2 separate regions of the Mus musculus genome follow, and region 1 is linked to region 2. The links are chromatin contacts, called in public targeted proximity ligation maps. All regions are on one chromosome and are shown on one strand. The core of a region is the stretch at or near the end of the contact, and the rest is flanking DNA. Distances in the headings are between cores, read along the strand shown. Region 1 holds the start of Kif11 (kinesin family member 11). Region 2 overlaps Btaf1 (B-TFIID TATA-box binding protein associated factor 1).

The links.
Region 1: a targeted proximity ligation map of pancreatic cancer cells shows a contact between it and region 2. A contact is called at or near these places in 4 of 39 promoter capture datasets (the C10 cell line, cranial neural crest, hematopoietic stem and progenitor cells and 1 more), 5 of 130 datasets of targeted methods (the SCID.adh cell line, bone marrow-derived macrophages, epiblast stem cells and 2 more) and 4 of 9 other capture datasets (adipose tissue, liver, macrophages and 1 more).

Annotation. Positions count from the first base shown.
Region 1 is chr19:37,374,772-37,379,373 of GRCm38.p6, reverse strand. Kif11 (kinesin family member 11) reads right to left here and starts at 2,992. Exons shown (of 22, transcript NM_010615.2): 1 at 2,707-2,992. The coding sequence starts at 2,780.
Region 2 is chr19:36,950,272-36,954,301 of GRCm38.p6, reverse strand. It overlaps Btaf1 (B-TFIID TATA-box binding protein associated factor 1), which reads right to left. Exons shown (of 38, transcript NM_001080706.1): 4 at 3,125-3,268. Among named protein-coding and RNA genes, the nearest start is that of Btaf1, 26 kb to the right of the region's middle.

The DNA.
Region 1 (4,602 bases), core at 1,743-4,242, 420 kb before region 2:
TTTGAGACAGGGAGAACTCACACTTCTTGATTTTAAAATTTATTCTAAAGGTGTAAGCAGTCAAAACTATACGATAAACGAGACTGGAACAGACAGACACAGACCAGTGGGATTGAGTGCTCATAAATAAACCCTCTCCTATATGGGCAAATGATTTTAGACAAATGAGCCAAACCATTCAGTAATCTCTGTAACATGGTGACAGAAAACTGGGTATCCTACACAATGAAGCCGAATGTCTCACTTAACATCACATAAAGAGGACCAAAAACTTGCACCTAAGACGTAACACCATAAAACTTAGAGAAACAAAGAAGAAAAAGCCTGGCAGCTTTGGCTTTAGCAACGATTCCCTGGATCAGATACCAAAGGCACAGGCAACAGCATCAAAAATCAGGCATGGTGGCTCACACTTCTAAGGCTCAGGAGGCTGCCACAGGAGCACTGACTGCAGGACTTCAAGCCTGGGTGCAGATGAGTTGCAGGGGAGGCAGAACGCTACATAGTGAGACCCTGCCACCAAACACAAGACGATGAGGATCTAACGTACAACATCCTAAGAAAGCCTCATTTATTGCTTATTAAAGCTTAATGAGGGGCTGGTGAGATGGCTCAGTGGATAAGAGCACCCGACTGCTCTTCCGAAGGTCCGGAGTTCAAATCCCAGCAACCACATGGTGCCTCACAACCATCCGTAACGAGATCTGACTCCCTCTTCTTGAGTGTCTGAAGACAGCTACAGTGTACTTACATATAATAAATAATAAATCTTTAAAAAAAAAAAAAGCTTAATGAGACTGGCGCCAGGAACACTACTTAATAGAGAAAAGACTAACCAAACAAGAAAAAGAAAAACCTATGCCTAAACTATTGTACATAACAGACACGTGTAAACGTTTTCACTGGTAAAAAAATGTTTAAAAAAAATTCTCTTAAGGCCAGCCTTGAAATGTAGGAGGACAGTATGGACACATGAGATGTTTTATTTCTTACTTTGAGGGATAAATACTGGGATTAAAGGCTTGTACCATCACACCCCCACCGTCAGTGTTCTTTGTAACTTTTTATGACTCAAACACTTTGTAAGTAACAAAGGAAATAATAGCACACAGAAAAGGCAATATTGACTAATAATAATAATACTGCAAAAAAATTGTAAAAAAAAGTGCATTTGTTGGGTAGCTTAGGGTAAGAACACTTCTTGTTCTTCTAGAGACCTTGAGTTCTGTTTCTAGCCCCCACACCTGGGGGTGACTCACAACCACCTGTAACTCTGGCCTTAGAGGTGGTGCTCTCTTCTGCTCTCCACAAGCACTCACGTATGTGTGCAAACACCTGAATATATACCCATTATTAAAAATAAAAATTTTTTGAGGCAGAGTTTCTCTTTGTAGCCCTGGTTGTCTTGAAACTCGATCTGTAAAACATGCTGGGATTAGAGGTGTGCCCCACAACTGCCTGCCTAAATCTGCCTAATTTTTTTTTTCCTAAATTCTTAAGTGTGTCTGCTTTCCTGTTGATTAAAATGAAAGTTCCAAATTAAGTAACTAAAACTCCAGAGTTCAGCAATTAAGTATCTTTGGCAAGCCTAGAGTTGCTCACACACACACACACACACACACACACACACACACACACACACACGTCACCTAGTTTAAAAACTTGGGTCTGGTAGCTGAAACTTGAATTGCTTATAACTCCAGAACTCAGAACTAAGGCAGGGAGCTAGTCGGAGTTTGAGGCCAGTCTCAGGAAAAAAAAAAAAAAGGCAGACACAGTGGCACACACTTGTCACCCAGCAATCCCAGCTAAACGACCGAGAGGCTGAGACAGTAAAGTACGCTAACATATAGTTCCAGACCAACCTCGGTAACATCACAAAAATTCAAAAAAATTAAAAACTCTGGGTAAGTTATTTGGATGTCAGTCGGGGAGAGCTGAACCCCACACCCTCCCTCCTCTCAATTTTGTCTTTTGGTCAATGAACAAAGGCAGATAAAAGAAAGAAAGAAAGAAAGAAAGAAAGAAAGAAGGAGAGAGAAACCCTGTCTCGAAAAACCAAAAAAAAAAAAAAGAAGAAGAAGAAAAATGAGAAAGAGAAAAGATGCTGCACCTTAGCCATGTACTTTCATTAGCTCGTGAGTTTCATAAACTCATTTTACAGCTTAGCTTAAATTCAGCAATGTCTACTTGGTTATTAGAGGTGAATTTGATGGTTGCTCTTCGCTGAAAAGTGCGTTCCCTTTTAAAAGCAAACCTACTTTCATCTATTGGACCAAACACACAGAATAAAGAACTATTAGTCTTTCCGAAGTGGAAATAACCCCAAGGTGAGCGCCAAACTACATGCAAAGTAAGTAGGAAGCTTTATTCCCAAACTGACAACTCGGACGGGGTAGCACAGAGCAATGACAGCTAAATTTTCGGCGACATTGGCTTTTAAAAGGGAACGCACTTTTCAGCGAAGAGCAACCATCAAATTCTTTGTGACTGCAGCTTAACTTTAACCAACACCAACATCCCCCCCCCCCCCGAGACAAACCCTAATTTAGAACTAAACGTGGTAGCATGTTTACCGAACAAAACACGGGGAGCCCCAGAAACCGATGACTTGGTGTCCTTCAGAAAGGTAAACAAATCGCTCTCCGGAACGGCTAGCCCAAAAGCTAAGCCTCCGCGTCCGGACTCGTCCCAGCCTCTCCTTACCTGCATCTCACCACCACCTGGATGTTCCTGCCCTTTTCCTCTTTCTTCTTCAAAGAACTCGGCTGGGACGCCATGACGGTCGAGCCAAAACCTGCCGGCCTAGCGGAGACTCAGACACAGTGAGAACCGGGAGCAGCCTCTCCTCACCCGGTGCTGCCAAGGCCACGAGGACCGAGACTCGCAGCTCGGCGTCCCCGAGGTCCACGCAGGCCTCTTGGCCGTGGCCGCCGCCCCGCAAAAGCCGGACAGGACGAACCTCCTCCTCTGCTCCGAAATCAGCAACGATTCCGCGCCTCAATTTTGAAAAATGGAGACGACTGACCGGACCAATAGCAGAGCGGCACGCGAGGCATCATGGGACGCCGTGTCGTCACTGTGGTGACGACGGGGCGTGACCCGAAGAAATGGATGGCGGTGCAGGCTGGCTCCTGTAGTCCGAAGTTCACTGTGCAAGCTTTCAGTGCTGCCGCTGGCGGGCTTCTGGGGCCTGGGACGCCTACATCGCCGCATTCGCTGGGTCCTTACCGCCCTCCGAGGCTTCTCGCTTTCCGTAGAGAGGTGACGAACAACTCGGCCGTTTAAGGTGTAGGTGGGGACCGGGGAAACAGAAAAGCCGAGTCCTCCGCCTCATCGGGTTTCCGGAGCTGCTTTTTCTGTTTCGCGGGATCTTAAATGCGGTTTAGCCTCTCCGATGTAACTTAGCGAGGATCAGAGAAAGCGCCGCCGACCTCGCCAAATACCCGCCTTCCGCACTCCAGATCCCTGGTCCTCTGGATTAAGCAAAGCCAACTGTCTACTGGTAAACTACTCTCGGAGGCAGGAGTGGCAGAGGAGCTCTCCGAGTTCCAGACCAGCCTGATCTATAAAGCGAGGCCAGGACGGCCAGGGCTGGTTGCACAGAGAAACGCTGTCTCCAAAAACAAACAAACAAAAACAAAACAAAAGCTAGCCCCAGAGACTCACTGCTATCTCAAAATGTCCCACAAAGTGAACATATTGAACATCTTTATACCCTTGCCTCCGGCCAGTCTTTCTCACTTCAACACGTGTTTTTAACCAGACCCTTCCTCTGCAATCACCTTCCTCCAAGACTTTGAATCTCGTCCCTGAATGACTTCCTTCGATGTTCCTACTGCTACCCTTTTTTTCTCCTCCCTGCTACTGCATTCACTCAGCAAATATCCTTTAAAAAGCAAACCAAACACATATAGGGACAGAGGCAGAAAGATCAGGAGTTCAAGCGTCCATTTCATACATTTCCAGTTTAGTATCAAACTGTGTTATGTCCATCATTTGCTATTTATTCGTTTGTTTTAAACAAGATATCTTTCTGAACACAAGGCTGGCCCTGTGAGAATCCTCAATGATCTTCCTGCCTTCTGCATACTGGTATTGAAAGAATGAGCTACCAGTCCTGGCTGGTTTCTTGTTTGCTTTTTTTTTTTTTTTTTTTTGAGGGGTGTGGCTTAAGATTATTTATTTATGTGTGGGGTAGTGTGTCTGTGTGTGTGTCCTCCAAGTGTGTGGTGGTGCCCTTGGACAGAAGATGGCATTGAATGCCCTGGAACTGTAGTTAAAAAGTCAGTTGTGAACCACCTACAGTGGGCGCTAGGACCTGAATTCAGGTCCTGTGGAAGAACAGGAAGTGCTCTTAACAGCTCTTATCCATCTCTCCAGCCCATGATTTTTTTTGTTGTTGTTGGTTTTTTTGGGTTTTTTTTTTTTTTTTTTTTCGAGACAGGGTTTCTCTGTATTGCCCTGGCTGTCCTGGAACTCACTCTGTAGACCAGGCTGGCCTCGAACTCAGAAATCCACTTGCCTCTGCCTCCCGAGTGCTGCATCCCATGATTTTTGTCTTTTTGTCTTTTTTTTTTTTTTTTTTTTTTTTTTTAATCT
Region 2 (4,030 bases), core at 227-2,726:
ATGCTGCTAAGTCAAAATAAAGAACAAAATGAGCAAAGTCTCTTGTAAAAGAATCTTTTATTCTCCTGTAGTAATTGTCTGTCTGCTAACCTAGGCCTAGTCTTGGAAGCTTCTAGCCTCCATACAATCTTAGGCCTAGAATGTTTTCAGCCTCTGAGACTTGCTGCTGAATAAGATCGCCCCTTCCTTGTTCTTATCTCTGGTTGGCTGATTCAATTCAGCTGTTCTGGCTCTAATTCCTCTCCAAGCTGACTGATTCAATCTAACACACACACCCCAGCCCCTGCCTCCTTTTCTCCACCTCTCCTGAACTGCTCTGCTTGGCCTCATACTAACTTTGGAAATCTGTTCTAATCTTCTGGCTCCTTCTGTCTTCACCTGTGTCTAGCTTGTTCTCTGCCTGCAACCTGTCTCTGTACAACAGTCCTGATAAAACTGCCTTCTTCCTATCTTCTCTCCCTTAAGTAGCCCCGTTTTCTTCTCTCTTCTCTGTGAGAGTTGGGCATATCCTACTTTGTCAAAATCGTTCTCTGACTCGTCACTTTGTCTGCCACTCAATTAGACATCACTTTCAAACATGGGTGCTTCCTTCTACAAACTAACTTTACCTTCATTGTTTGGGATTAAAGGTATGTACTAAGTGCATGTCTGTTTTCCAACCAGAGGGATTAAGTTGTGTGTGAAGGCTGAGCCTCACTACAAGCAGAAACAGATCTTTTCAGTAAATAAAATAATCCTGGGGATCACAGTGTGATCAAATATCCTGCAAGTCTCTGAACAGACATTTCTACACAGAAGAGATAAAAATGGACAACAGTACATGGAAAGAAAGATGCTTAACATGACTAGTCAGCCGAAAAGAACAAATAAAAACCAGAGATAGCAGTCACATTAACAAGTATGGCTAGCACCAAAAGTTAGACAATAAACCATTGGCAAGGCTGTAGAGAAATTTGAATTCCCATATGCTATTGGTGAAATATGGTGGAGCAACTTTGTAAAAACTGATAGTTTCAACCAGCCATTGTGGTGCACGTTCTTAATCTCAGCACTAAAAGACACAGACAGGAAGGTCTCTGTGAGTTTGAGTCCAGCCTGGTCTACAAATCAAGCTCCAGGGCAGCCAGGAAAACCCTGGTAGTTTCTACAGAAAAACACGGTTACTATATGACTCAGTATTCTACTCCTAAGAATGAAAATATATTCATAAAAAAAAACTTTTAAATTATTTACAGTAACTTATTCCTTTTAATATTTATCTTTTATTTTTAATGTGTATGCAGGGGAGATAGGTGCACAGAGCAGAGGCACTGGATTCCCCTGAGCTGGAGTTACAGGTAGTTTCATCATTTGACATACAGGCTCAGAACCGAACACGAATCCTCAGCAGAACACTACACTTTAACAGTAAGCCGTCTCACTAGCCTAGGCAGAAGCTTACACGTAACAGCCAGAAAATGGAAACACCCAAATGAGGAAAAGATAAGCAAAACATGGTATCCACACAGTAGAATATTACTCAGCCATAAAATATGAGTGTCTCATATCCTTAAGGTGACTACTATCAAAAAAAGAAAAACAAACAAACAAACCTAAAAATGGGGCTAGGAAAGACAGCACCTGATTTCAAGGGCCTTCAGAACCCTGGTCTGACAGCACACACTGGGGAGGCTGGACAGAAGGAACTACAAAGGGAGTTCCAGGGCAACCAGAACTGTTACACAGAAAAACCCCATCTTGAAAAATCAAACCGGAGTTCTCTGGAGCTCACTGGCCACACAGCCCAGCAACTTCCAGGAAAAGCTGAGACTTTGTCTGAAAAGTCAACATGAACAACAGGAGGTTACCTGACTTCTGGTCCTTACGAATATACACGTGCACATATACCCACACACAAACACCCAAACAAAAGTGGGAAAAGGAAAGAAGAGGTGGGGTGTAACTCACTAGTAGATCTTGCAGCATGAATGATGCCTGAAGTTCAGTTCCTAGCATGCCAAAAAAGTTCTGGCTACAGCATGAAAGCAATCCAGTCCCTTGGTTCCCACCAAATTGCAATTGGTGACAATATGAAATGATGCAGGCACTACAGATAACTTAGAACTTCCACGTGATCAGCAACTCACATCATCATAAATATGCCAAAGAAATGAAAGCAAACAGCTGGAAGGCTAAGCAAGTTGATAAAGGTACTTGCCACCAAACCTTATGACTTGAGTTCAACCCCTAGAACCCACCCAATGGAAAGCAAGAATAATTTCTCCTAACTCGAAATGTGCAGCATGATACACAAGCTCCTTATCCTACATATATACACATACAATAATAAATGGCTAAAAAAAAGAAAATCAAGTTTCACAGACCAGAATCAAAATGATATTTTTATCATCTATCCCTTAAAAATCTCACAGTGTAGCTCTGTCTGGCCTAGAACTCATTATGTAGACCAGGCTGGACTGGAACTCAAAGAGATCCACCTGCCTCTGTTGGGATTAAAGTATGTGATACCATACCCTGTCCCCTTTTTTAAATTAAGAAACAACCAAACAGACTTTTTTCTACTTCAAGGCCACAATTTTGACTAGGAAAAGCATTTATTTTCCTGTAATCACTCTCTTTGATTCTGGATTTTTTTTGATGCAGGATCTCCCTATGTTACACAGACTAATTCCAAATTCCTAGGCTCAAATGATCCTGTTTCAGCCTCCAAATGAGCTAGCGTTCTGAGGTATGAGCCACTGCACTCAAGGTATTTAACTGCCTTTGTATCTAATATATTCTGAAAGCTTAAAGATAATGAGCCATTTACCTACCCAAGGCTTACTTTTAACTTCAACTTTTTACGTTGGACATAAGCACAGGTTCCAACACTACTCAAAACATAAGATAACAACAATAAAATAACCTTCAAATTCCCGGGACTGTGGAAACATTGGCCCAGTTTGTACTGGTTCTTCTTGCTGCAGCTTTAGAACAAGCACTGTTGGTCACTTTGTCTACCGGTAACTCCCATACATAAAAACTTCAATCAATTCACATTTCATCACTCCTTATACATTACACAGCACAACAAATTATAAATTAATTTGAAAGGAAAATTTCAGACTTCTCCAGGACTACTAACCTGATTTTTCATCTTGGACTTCAAATTCTGCACCAGCAGACCCCAAAAGTGATGCCCCATGCTGTAACAATCTGCATATATCAAATCTGTCAAAATTTAATCGATCTGTAGTAGATGAATCTTCCATAGAACTCTCTGTAGGTTCTAGATGAAGTTTAAAAATATTATTTGACCATATAGTCAAAAAATCAGAATGAAAGAACATGGCATAGTGTTACCTGCAGAATCGGCTAATATTTAAGAGAAACAAATAAATAGAAAAACTACTGTGATTTATCTACAGTCAGTTCTTAGTTATCTGAAAATCAACTATTAACTTGGTGACTCCCCTTCTATAAACCCTAAAAATGGTAAGGGGTATATATGTGTTTCTAACCATGAAAGTATGCTATAAGAAGAAATGCATCCCCATGGTGACACATATGTTAAATATTATACTTTCATTTACTGTTTAAGGGTTAAAGACCTCCAGGGTTACAGCATGAGTTAATTGTACTGCTAAATCTGAAGACAAACATGCACAAAATGTATTCATAAATAAGTTAAAAACAGTGTCCCTCCCTATGTCCGAGGAACGGCCAGGATAGAAACAAGTCATTCAATAGGACTTGTTTTCCATACTCTACTTGTAAACTCATGACAAGCCACTGAAATTATACACCCATTCGAAACCCAAGATTATCTTCAAAATGTTCTACACTCTTCCCAAAAAAGGTCAGCTGCAAATGTTAAACTATTGCTTACTAATACAACGGTCAACCCAGCATTTGCAGTCATTTGCTGTAAAGAATAACTGCTTAACTTAACACAAAGGAACAAAAACCTCATGAATGTTTTCTTATAAGCAGTTTTAGTATAAACACTAATATAATTAGTTTAATTAAATGAACTACACTGTGTCTATTC